Regions from separate parts of the Zea mays genome. Here region 2 is linked to region 1. Evidence: chromatin contacts called from public Hi-C data. All regions are on one chromosome and are shown on one strand. The core of a region is the stretch at or near the end of the contact, and the rest is flanking DNA. Distances in the headings are between cores, read along the strand shown. Region 1 has its middle 16 kb from the start of LOC100273259. Region 2 holds the start of LOC542534 (initiator-binding protein 2).

What was found. A called contact is a pair of places that touch in the nucleus more often than the background predicts.
Region 2: a Hi-C map of ear shows a contact between it and region 1, with 1.7 times the contacts expected there. The contact joins the promoter of LOC542534 here to the enhancer-like site in region 1.

Annotation. Positions count from the first base shown.
Region 1 is chr1:39,987,163-39,993,368 of Zm-B73-REFERENCE-NAM-5.0, reverse strand. No RefSeq gene overlaps it. Among protein-coding and RNA genes, the nearest start is that of LOC100273259, 16 kb to the left of the region's middle. Within about 2 kb of position 2,183, at least 18 of the 20 cell types and tissues checked have an H3K27ac peak or open chromatin away from gene starts, as enhancers often do. A contact at or near this core is called in ear, where this site is marked.
Region 2 is chr1:40,288,160-40,294,365 of Zm-B73-REFERENCE-NAM-5.0, reverse strand. It overlaps LOC542534 (initiator-binding protein 2), which reads right to left and starts at 3,703. Exons shown (of 10, transcript NM_001324298.1): 1 at 3,440-3,703; 2 at 2,320-2,500; 3 at 1,393-2,215; 4 at 1,088-1,279; 5 at 945-1,004; 6 at 785-864; 7 at 437-678; 8 at 20-343. The coding sequence starts at 2,409.

The sequences.
Region 1 (6,206 bases), core at 934-3,433:
GATCGGCCCCGACCCCGGCGGTGCGCAGGAGCGGCTCCCCAGCGCGCGCGGGCGTGGCTCCAGCAGCTCGTCACAGGCCGGCAGCCCCCCCGGCCCCTCGGCAGCTCGGCGTCCCAGTGGCCCGTATGCCCGTCGCGGCGGCGCGGCTCCCCAGCCTCATCGCGGTCGGGTGCGCGCCTCCCCGCGGCACGGCGAGGGCGCGGCTAGGGCTGGAAAATTAGCTCGAGGCTCGCGAGCCGGCTCGAGCTCGGAGCGGCTCGGCTCGGCTCGGGACGGCTCGCGAGCCTCGAACGAGCCGAGCCGAGCCTCTTCTTCGAGCTCGTTTTTACAGCGAGCCGAGCCGAGCCAGCTCGTTCCAGCTCGCGAGCCGGCTCGCGAGCCTTGCAAAAATGATCAATTTATGGAATAATAATAAATATTAGATAATTTTATAGATAATAGCTCATTTTTTAGTCTTTAATGATGAATATATTACAAGTTATAATTTAATTTACTCATAATATAGAATGACGATTCTATATTTCAAATTTATATAATGTTAATTCACTAAATAATGCAACGGTAAGTACCAGAATATGGCTCGCGAGCCGAGCCTCTTTTGCCAGCTCGTGAAATGGGCGAGCCGAGCCGAGCTCATTTAGACACCGAGCCACACCGAGCCGAGCCGAGCTCGGCTCGGCTCGTTTCCAGCCCTAGGCGCGGCGGCGGGGCACCGGCGTCACGGGCGCGGCACCCCGCGGCGCGGCGACCCCAGCCCCATCGGCTCGGGCGCCCCTGCCTACCCCCGCCAATCGCGGCCTCGGCTCGGTGGTGAGCCCCATCGGCTCGCAGGAGCACACCGGCAGCGCAGCCCCGGCCAGGCTGGCGGCCTCGGTGCGGGAGCACGGCCCCGGCCTCGGTGGCTCCTGTCCCGGCGCGCGCGGGCGCGGCCCAGCCTGCCAGGCGCGGGCGGTTCGGCCACGGCGGCCCCCGGCCTCAACGGCTCGGTGCGCAGTCCCCGGCGGCGCGCACAGGCAGATCCGCTCGGGACGACTCGGGCGCGGTGGCCTCGGCCCCGGCGTCTCCCGTCCCGGCGCGTCTCCCCGTGGTGCGGTGGTCCGGCCGCGGCGGCTGACCAGCCCCGACGGCGCGCGGGAGCGTCCCGACGGTTGTGGGCGAGGCAGCCGGCCGTGGGGCAGACTCAGCGTGGCCCCAGCGGCGGTCGCGGGCGCACGGGCCCTGTAAGCGCGGGCGCACGACGCTGGCTCCAGCGGCGCGCACGACCTTAGCCATGGCATGGCTCGACGTGGAGCACGGCCTCCGGCCAGGAGCGGGCCTTGCATGGTCGCGCGATGTGGTGCAGCGAGCGGACATGCCCCCGGTAGCGCCCGGGGCCTGATCATCCCATCATGCACTTTTTGCAGAAATTGAAAGAAACGATTGTGCCAAAGAAAACATCAGAAAAAAGGTAATAACATATTGAATGCATACTCTTTGTTAATGTTCTTTGCACTATGTCCGAATCTTTTCCTCTGCGGTATCTCTAATTTTGGGAGCAGTGCTGATAACGTGTTGAACTCTATCACAACGCTCAGTGGCAAATGGAGATTAACAGAGACAAAGACAAATCGCAGGGACATCCTTTATTGCAGAGTAGTGAAGTATATATACAAGAGTTCCCAAGGGGTGTGTCCCTTGGAAAATAATTGTCACTACGACATATGGATGGATTAGATCACATGTATAAAATGTTTTGTAACAAGAATCACGCATGTATGACTACGAGCTTTTCCGTTCGGTGACGAAATGTTTGAGCATACGTACTGCAAGTAGCTAGGTTGCATGGTGCTAAGTCCAAAGCTAAGAAGGATGACGATAGGCCTTAAGCCAGCCAACCGTTGGACGAGGCTGCAACCCCCCTCTGGATCCGCTCCCACCCAGACCACGGAAGCAAAAGAAAACCTGGAGTTTAGCTAGGACAGCAGCACAACTTTACTATTATCCTGGAATTGAATGGGAATGTGGGTTACATGCATGTCCTAAAGCACGTGCGCGAATCGCGATGTCGTCCTTGAACAATCATTTATAATCACTTGCGCGTCCTTCACTGCGCACCTATGTTTCACGCGCGCGCGCACAGCGCACATGGATGCATGGCGCGCGCCAACAACCACTCCACAGCACAGCAGCCTAGTCAAAGCAGCAACAAGCATCATGCGTCATGGGCTGCTGCTCCAGGTAATTTGAGCAGCAATACCCCACACGTACGTTCAGGCACCGCGTGGACCAAGATACTGTATGCAGCCAGCAAGTAAACGTGAGAGCTGTTTAAAACAAAAAAACGCCGTAACACATTGGTTAACACTGCGGTTATAATAATTTCGCCGTGTGTGCACATCATATATATATATATATATATATATATATATATATATATATATATATATATATATATATATATATATATATATATATATATATATATATATATATATATATATATATATATATATATATATATATATATATATATACACACACACACACACACACACACCCGCGCGACGCTACTTCGCTGTCTGCCGTGTGCGCGCACATCGATCGCAGCAATAATTTGACGACGACCTCGGCGACGGCACGCAACACGGACGTCACGTTGGGCGCCCGCCGTCGAAGCATGCATACCGCGCGGTGCTGGTGGGTTTTGTTTATGCTTGCCGGCGATGGCAGCCTCGGTGTTGTTTATGTGGGTAGTCAATTTTAAACGATTGGGAGATCCGCGCGGCCTATCTAGGACGGTTAAGTACTTAAGTTTACTCTGGACACTGATTAGGAGAGCGAGTATCCATTGGCCTGCAGCCATAATCAGGATCCCCCTTCGGTTCTGTTCACACTTACTGCAGTCGGTATACGTCATGATGCAGCTTAACAAGTGCACATAACCAATGCATTTCTCGTTTACAATAGCCTTTTTTTTATTTGTCAGGTTCAAGAGTGGATGGGTGTGCTGCCAGTCAAAGGGCCTGTCCTAAGATTTCGGGGTCCTAAGCGAAATTATATACGAAGACCCTGTATATATGACATCAAATTCATAACATCGGGTATTGAGTTTTCTAAAATTTAAATGACTTTTTAAATAAGACAAGTCTCCCGAACAACTTTCTATATAAAATTATCAGATAAAATTACAAGGAGATGGATGAAAAATTAGGGATCAAAGTCCGAGGATGAAGGCTAGACAAGACGATACACAGAGCCGGGGGGCACGTACCAGCTTGTCGGCCTCCTTGGCTTGGCTAATCTGCACGACTTCCTCCTTGAGAGAGGTCACATCCATGAGAGCACCACCGCTCCCTGCAAGATCATGAGACATGAGCTAGAGGAAAAGGATAATCCCTTCTTTGGAATGCCGGATTGATAAAGTGTAGGAATAGAAAAAGTGTAGGAATAGAGTTGAACCACATCAGCAACCATATAAGAATTAAAAACACATGAAAACTTGCAACACAGTGTTTGGATACAACATAGGAAGAACACAGGAATTAGAGCAGAGAGATGGACATAAAAGAAAATTTCCAAGAGGTTGGACCTCATGTTAGAAATCCTCTAAAATCTCACTACAATGGGTCATTCCATATAAATTTTATAGGATTTGTTGAAACTCAAACATTTGTTCCAAAATGGTTGTATAGAAAAGTTTTTATAGGCCTTCAAAATTCCATCACTTTTCCTTTCTTCCAAAGAAAGCCTAAGTCTTATACTACATACAGGATTTGGACTACACACATGCTACACACCCTTAGGGCAGACCCTGCCCATGAAGTGAAGACACACACTAGGCTCTGCTTTCGCTCTGTCTTTCATCCTCCTTCCCCTCTCACTGCCACACATGCACACGAAGGGGCGCCATTATTGACGATCAAAGCTTCCAACACCGACGACGTCCCATGCGTGTAGCTCCTTCGCCCGTCTGCTGCGCCACCTACTTCCCCTCTCACTTCCACACAGGAAAATGTTTTAGACAGTATACGACACAAAATTAACGAAGACATACATGGGTATAAAGCATTATGAATTTGAAATGCATATTATAAAATATGGTAGTTAATGTAGGGTGAACCGGTGGAGGGAATGGTTGGAGAAGTTAACTTATAGGAGGAATCTTATGGGGATAGATAATAAAATAGAGTATAAAGTACACATGGGGTGAGGTAGATGGGAGTAATGGTTGGAGATGTCCTAAAAGATTGGCTCTAGGGGGAAACATCATCGTTTTGAAAACAGCCAGCCTCATAGGGTGGGGGTAGTCTGGTTGCCTCGTCAGAGAAAAAAGTGCAGAATCGATTTTGGCGTGGAGCATAGATATTGGCAGCGTTGCTATTCGGTGCAGAATTGCAGTCCGGTGTAGAATTGTAGCAGCTTGCAAAAGCAGCCAGGTGTAGAATTGCAGAAGCTTGCAAAAGCAGCCAACAAAGCTTATCCAGTGTAGAATTGCAGCTGCAGCCAGCCGCAAGAAGGCAGCCGAATGAACAGCAGTACTACTGCAGTGACTATTTGCACCTTTGCGTGAACAACAGTGACACCAGAAAAGAAAGGAGCAGATTGCAGAAGAACGCAAAATGGAGAGTACAGGAGACCGGGACCCGTTTAGGCTATCCGCACTCATTCAACTCTAAAAATCCACTCTAAAAAGAATATTCCGTCCTAATCAGCAATATTCTCTACTCTATACAACAATTCCCTGCGCTCATGTTTACTCTACATCTCAACTCTATACCAACTCCCACGTTTTATATTATTTTTCCCTCAACCGGCTCTAAGACGTGGCCGCCTGCTCCTCCGTCCAAGTCCGGCATCGCGCGCGAGGAAGAGGTGGTTGTCCACGTGGAGGAATAGGGTATCCACTGCAAGACACCATATCTGAGGTTCGAGCTCGCCTTGGGCCCGGTGCAGTTGGTCATACAGTCCACCGCTGCAGGAATATTTTACTGTAAATGGCGATGCATCCAGTTTGCAGTCCGCGAGTGCAGATAGCCTTAGTTTACGCGAAAGGATCTCTATCATCATGTCTACAGTGTTCAGACTTCATATTTCATATCATCAGTGCTCAGACTTTAGACCTACTATGCTACTTGCATCGCGCTGTACCTTTCATGAAAGATGGTTGACAATGCCATCAATTATCATGCGCCCATTGCAGCCACTGTGCCCGCTGCGCGCATTCGGCCTGTGACCCGTGGTCCTGGGCTAACGCGACGCTGATTATAGTAGATGAAAAGTGAGGGTGGAAGGAGCACAGAAAGAACCAACGCCCGTCCTGGCTAGGGCCAACAGCATCGCGTCGATCATCTCAAGCCAGCTTGGCCCTGCCACTCTCGTCAATGAGCTCTAAATTTTATACTATAAAATTTAAGAATCAAATAAAATCGAACCTTATTTCTATTATTTTTTAACTACAAATTATTTAGGACCCTACAATTTTACGAAGAACTGTCCATCCATTACCACCCCTAATCGTCAGTCGTCGCTCGCTCATCAGTCACCAATCATCACGAACGGCAGGCTCTGGCGCACTTCCATTCCAGCAGCTTTCAGGCACTCATTCAGCTCACCACGCACGTGGGAGGGCTTTCTTTCAGTTTTCTGTTCCAAGGGGGGATCCGTGGTCGTTCGCTCGCTGCACTAGCACTGCACCCCAACCAATCCGTCGCTCATCCTGCGCCTGTAGAAGTGGCTTCAGCACTGCTTCACTGCGCGCCAGCTCTGAGCTACTAGCGGGGTAACCATCAGGGGCTAGTGCTTTTGGCAAGGCAACCAGTGTTCTTTCGAGCTTCGACCACCGGCACGCAACTGCGAACTGTGTGCCTCGACCCATGACCAGTAGAAGAATTGTCCTCTTGCGACGGGTTCGATATCTGCCCTGTTGAGATCGATGATGAACGGTTGGTTCGTCCGTGAACAGAAGTGGAAAATCTGATGTGACCGACCGACTTTTAGCTAGGCAATGCGCGTCTGAAACTCGCCTAATTCAACGCAACGCATATATTTGTCGTATCCTCGCTCGGCGATCGCAGTTGTTGAATATGAACAGCGGTGCAGTTCTTCAATCTGCAAGCACATATCGATATTGGGTAGAAAAAAAAACAGCTTAGCTATAGGACAGTGCGCAAGAGCAAATTGCATGCGTTTAGAGTGGAGACTAGGGGTTAAGCGCGGGGCGGGGTGGC
Region 2 (6,206 bases), core at 2,454-4,953, 300 kb before region 1:
TGGAATAAATAAACTATACCTTCCGGTTCCAAGCTTTTCGACTGCGAGCACAAGTGCTTCTACTTCAGCAACAGAGAACGGGCGCCTGATTCTGCGTTGCCCCTGCTCTGGTGACCTCTTAGACTTATTCGCTGGAACTATAGCTCCTGCATTGGGATCTGCAGCTGGAACTGGAACTAAAGCTCGCGAGTTTGTGGAGACTTTATCGGGCGATGAGACGCCCCCAGGGGAGTGCACAGAATCATGATCACTGCCCTGGTAGTTCATTGCTAATGGGGTTAATGCAAACTCCTGTGATAGGTCAACTTCACCATGCTTAGAAGACGAGTCAGCAGGTGCAATCCTGTGTCAGATACAAAGTTCACCAATCTGGGTAAGGGTGAAGGCACCTCAAATTATAGCATGCAGTGAATTGTTATGAAGCATGGTTTGTTACCTTGCGAGGGGTTCAGCAGTATCAATGGTTTCCAGGAAACTGATATCTTCAGGAGCTTGGACTTGTGGGTTTTGTGTACAGTTGGGTTCAAGTGAAAAGCCAAGGTTGTCCAGCATATCCTCCTGACCAATACCAGCCTGAATCAACGTTTTATTATCATCTCTAACTTTCTTTCCATGGTGAAGAACACCAACACGTAGACCACCTCCGAGAATCGCAGTCACTGCCTCGAGAACAGTTTTCTGCATTGGAAATGCAGATTAAACGACTGGAAAACCCATTGAGCAGCAAAACTAAAAAACTGTAATCTCTTTACACATAAAAAATAAAGAAATGTCCTGCACATACCTTTAGTGAGCCAACAGTTGCACTTTCTGGGATTTCAACAAGAAGTTCAGGCACCTTAAAAGACTTAATTTTAAGTTTCACTGCAAGAAATGAAGGCAATCTCAGGACTAAATATAGATAGTAGGAGATTAAATGAACTTGCTGAGGAGTAAAATCTTACCATGGCAATCATTTGACCCACGAGATTTCTGGAATGGCGTTGAACTAGTCCCCTTGTTTGCTGCAGACGAATCATTACCCGCAGATAAGTAACAAAACAGGAAATGACATGAATACCAAATTCCGGATGGAATTTAAACAAACCTTCCAAAGACACAGCATGGGAGTCTCTTCCGGTAACCTTCTTCGTGTTTCCCTTTCCATGTGCGGTACCAAATTCAGATGCTAGAACTGAATGGCGATCAAAGAGCTTCCTACGCTTGAATGTACTCCTTTGTGTCCTCTGTCGTGTATAATGCATTTTTTTGTTCCGGAAAGAAGGCTTCCGATCAACATCTGATGGGACCAATGAGTTCAAGTTACATGGAGTTGGCTTGGATACAAATTCCATCAATGTAGTGTTACAGAAATTAAAAGAAAAGGAAAAATCAAGATTTTCCAGTGCTTACCACTATAGGAAAGATCAGATTTGTAAACCCTCGCTGGAGCAACTTTCCTGTACTTACTGGTGAGCAACTTCCTTACCCTACTATACTCAGCTGTACAATTGGACCTGAAATCCTTGTTAGTGGTGGTGCTGGGATGAGTGCACCCAGAGGACTTATCGTCGTCATCATCTCTATCTACAGCAAAAAACCCCACTCCCTTCGAGACCCTTGGTAAGGAGGTTGAGCGGTGAACTTTATCGCCATACAATGGCATCTCGCCGGTGCTGTCAGAGCTGACCAAAGGAGGAGGCTTGACATCCACATCCATTGAATCAAGCAAATTATACATTTCGGGTGCATTCTTATGAAATCCTGCTGGGGCAGGTGGCATCAGGCTCGCCACTGCATCTCCTGTGAAGGCTCCTGATTCCACGGATTCAGGCGACCACCTATCTGCAATCACACCAAAATTACAACCCAGTTCAGCCTTGGTACAGCTGATCATGGAGGATTCCTTGTCCTGGGCCTCAGACTTCGCCTTAGGATCCTCATTCCGAGCATTATTCACCGCCCGCTGGAACACAATGTGCGGGAGAATTGCACTCTCATTGCAGCTATCCTGATCTGTCACCTCATGCTTGAACTGCTTCATTTCCTCGTCACACTGCTCCTTCTTCACACGGACATCCTTCGCGCATGCAGTCAAAGCTGGGGCACCAGCGCTCATGTTCCCCAGCGAGCCCACCCCCTCATCAAGCAGCTTCCCTGCCACCGTCGCGAGAAGGTCGAATGCTGACATCTGGGGCGGGTTCTGGGCCTCCTTCTTCCTGACCGATCTCTTGCCCTGCACATTTCACCGAACAAGAAACACCATCCTTGTCAGACTCGCCAACCAAGGGCAGCGAAGAGAGGGCCGAATCGATGCGCTGAAAGCCGCGTACGGCGTACCCTCGCAGACTTGGGAACGCGCGGCATCTCCGCGACTTGGCCTCCACCGGACGCCTCCAACTCTGACGAGGACCTCTTTTGGAACACCATTTCTGCTCTCCGCTTCGGTTGCTTCAAGTTTACAGGAGGGTTACTTAACAACTGGTGGTTGCGCTGTTCATGGCTTGTCACCAACACAAATCTGCAAGAACACAGTAGCAATCAGCAAATGAAAGCTGGTACTAGTAGGTAGGAAAAAAAAGAAGAGGAAATAATTCATTGGGATCTCCGCAGTGACTTGGGATAAATCTTCTTTAAACCCTCCATTCCATTAATTAAACAGGGAACGATCATAGGAGTACTACTGCGTTTGAAGTAATTAATTACCAAAAGTTATAATCCCAATACCCCAAGCCGATTAACCGAGAGATCTAGTCGTGAAACAGCCAAATGAAAAGAATTTTCAGCAGGCTGCGCTCCAAAAACGAATCAAAACTCAAACACAAAAACAGCAGAAGAAATAGAGAGAATTCATACTTCAACCCGTGATCCGAGTTAAGACCTCAGGTTTTTTCTTGCGAGATGGTTTCGCCACTGAATTTAATGCACAAGCAAATAAATTCGCCAGGTAAACCAGCACGCCAAGCGATCAAAAGGGAGAGTGAGAGAGAGGAGAAGAAAACTTTTTTTTTTAAAAAAAAAACCTCGTGCATCGGAATCCGCGAGGAGCAAGCAACTGCCAAAAGGAAAGCGGGCACGTCGACTAAAAAAAGGAAGAGCGACCGGAAACCTCACAGGCGCACAAGAACGTCGAGAAAAACGTGAATCGAGCGAGGCCAGATCCGATCTCGGCACCCGATCCACAGCAATTCGACGCGAAATTAAGCAAAACCCCACGAATCCAAACCGCGACTCTGAAATGTGCCGGAATCTCGGAAAGACGCGAATTTCACCTCTTTATCCGAGCACAGAGCGGCGGATCGGAGCAAAGCAAGCAGAATTCGGACAAGGATGGACGAAAACAGAGCGGAAGCAAAACCCCAACACAGCAGCGCCTCACAGCGGGGCACCAAGACACGAAACCCAGCCCCAGAACCGCATAATTCGCCAGAATTCCGCGGAACTAGCACGGCGTGCTCACCTCGCCGGCGTCTACGCCCGCCCGCCTCCGATCGCCCTCGGATCGCCGCCTCGCTGCGCTGCTCCGCGGCCGGACTCGCCGAGATCCCTCAGCCCCTGCGGAATTATTCCCCCTCCCCTACCTCTGGGTGCTCCCTCTTCCTCCTCGTCTTGCTTCTCCTCTCCTCTTTTATTTTTATTACCCTTTTCCCCCTTCACCCTCCTTGCTCTCCTCTCCGCCCTCCGCCTTGGTTTTTTCTTCTGGTGGTGGAGGTGCGTGGTGCGGTGGTGTGGGTTGGCCAAAACCCCTCAAAACCACCCCCCCTTCTTAAACCCCCCAACTCCGCCTCGCTTACGCTTACGCCCACGCCATCCCGGGGAGGGGCGTCCACCGGCTGCTCCCGGTTAAACCCCACGCGGCCCCACCCCAACGACCGGTTCCGCCCTCCCGCAGCGTCCACGTGGCGGGGCCACGTGATCCGACGGCAGCGGGCGCCTGTCCCGGCTTACTACAACGGGAGAGACGTCTCCGCGCCCGTGATAAATTCCGCAAATCCAGGCCGTCGGTGTGGGAGCGGACGCGCCAGCCGCGCCGTCGGATCGCACGGTGGCCCTCCAGTCCCTCGTGACCACGAACCCAAGGAGTGATCCCCCGTTAACCGGTGGGGCTTAAGTGAGGAGAATAGCAGGGACGTTTTTAGGAAAGAAACGTGAGGGGGTTAGTAATTATTAACTGCATGTAGACCCACTTCACAGTCTCTCTCACGGAATTAATTCGGGGTTCTCCGTTTTTAAAATATTTTTATTTATAAATTAATCTTTTCATGGAGGGTTTTTGCTGTTTTCGGGCTATTGGTGGTCGGTGGAGAATGTCCACGGGTGATGCCTGAAAAGGTGCTAAGATTCCGGAGCTTCTTCAACGCAGAACCAGATAATTTTTAGATAAGAAATTTGTGGTCTTCATGATTCTAAAATATATACATCTACCATAGAAAAATATGTGCTAGGTCCAGCTGGCATCTCACTCGGCCATTGCCCGGACCAAAGGTGCATACGCAGCATGGAATTTCTAGGGTTTAAGAAAAGTTCATTCTTTGGATTCCAAATTTACAAAGCTACGAAATATTAAATCCACTACTTTAATCTGTATCTAGTCGAAATCCGTTTAGTTCGTTACGGAATAATCATGGATGTCTTTTATTAGAATGGACTGAATTCCTACTGCAGGTTTTGCGTTACTATCTTTGCATAATGGTACCACTGTACGATCAGTTTCCACTATTAGCATTATCAGACAAAGGAACACACATCGGCTGTACAAATTTGCATGGCATGCCATTTGTAGACCCCAAGTCTTATTTGGTTTCTTTCTCGTAATTCTACGTGCACACATACATAGCAACTTTCAAAAATACTTCATCCTCTCAGACAAAAATAGGCAAACATTATTTTACAGCCTTAATGCATTTGTAAACTCTTACTGAGTAGAAACTTGCTTTGTCGTCTCATATAACATATACCTATGTCTCTTATAAAAGACTACCATCTTTAATATCTGCAAACAAGCTATCCATATGTTATACTTAACCTATATCTATATCTCTTTTAAAAGTAAACCCCACTAACTTTAATATCTGCATACAAGCTCCATATGTTATATCTCACTAAACGCCACATCATCCTTAATAAATGCTACACCATCTTTCACTAAATGTTTACTATTTTCAGTATATCAAAAAGTAAGGCATCCACGTCATACTATTTGTTTGGCCGACATATCCTTCTATAATTTCATCTACTATATCATGTAGGTGTTTTACTTGATTTTCTCATTAGCACGTCATATTTAGTATATCTATCTCATACATGGGATGATGCAACAATTTTATTTCTAAGAAACCCCATAGCCATTCACGAGGTAAATTTCTATTATATTAGATGGACAAATCATTTCCACTTTGCTGAACTAAAATACCTCATGCACTCATGATTTGTGCTCGTATCGTGTATTTACATTCATACGAACTTGTATTTTTATGGTTTGGATTCTTTTAAACTTTTTAGTTTTTAAAAGAGATCTATTTACGTGAGTGTGTGCTGTGTGCATACATCTATGTCACACTCAACAAAAGAAAACAAAAAATCATTTAGAACTTTGTCCCCCCAAATATGCATGAATGGTCCTTTACGTAAACTGATTTTGATACATTTGTCAAGAAAGCGACATCATATATAAAGCTAAGTTAAGATCCATGCATATTTTCTTGACAAATCATACTTGAAACAAAGTTCTAAATGATGATTTACATTATTTAAAAAGAATCCTTGGCGGATGGCGGTGATTTGCATTCACCTTAGATCCGAATCATACTTGAAACACCCTACACCACTGCGGGGAACTTTTAAATCTTACAGGTCTCTTGTAGAAAACTCCTAGCAAAAGCTAAGATCTCGTAGTGTTATTTTGTTAATTTTTCTTGAGTATAATTCTAGAAGTTAACAAAAAACAAGTAAATAATTTGTGCAATTTACTAAGCACACTCTAGCTCTTTCGTTATTTGGTGGATATATAAAACGATGTAGGAGTCATTTTTCTATAGATTTTATATGCATACTAGAATGACATATCTTGAAGGTTAGTAGAGATATAGATATAATTATAAACTTAATTTGACCCTAGAATTGATACGATTGCAAGAATCTTAAGGCTAGAAAACCAAAGCTTAATCCAAATCGGTTATCAAACAAAAAAAATTATTTGTTTAAGTATTATTTGACCATATTATCTC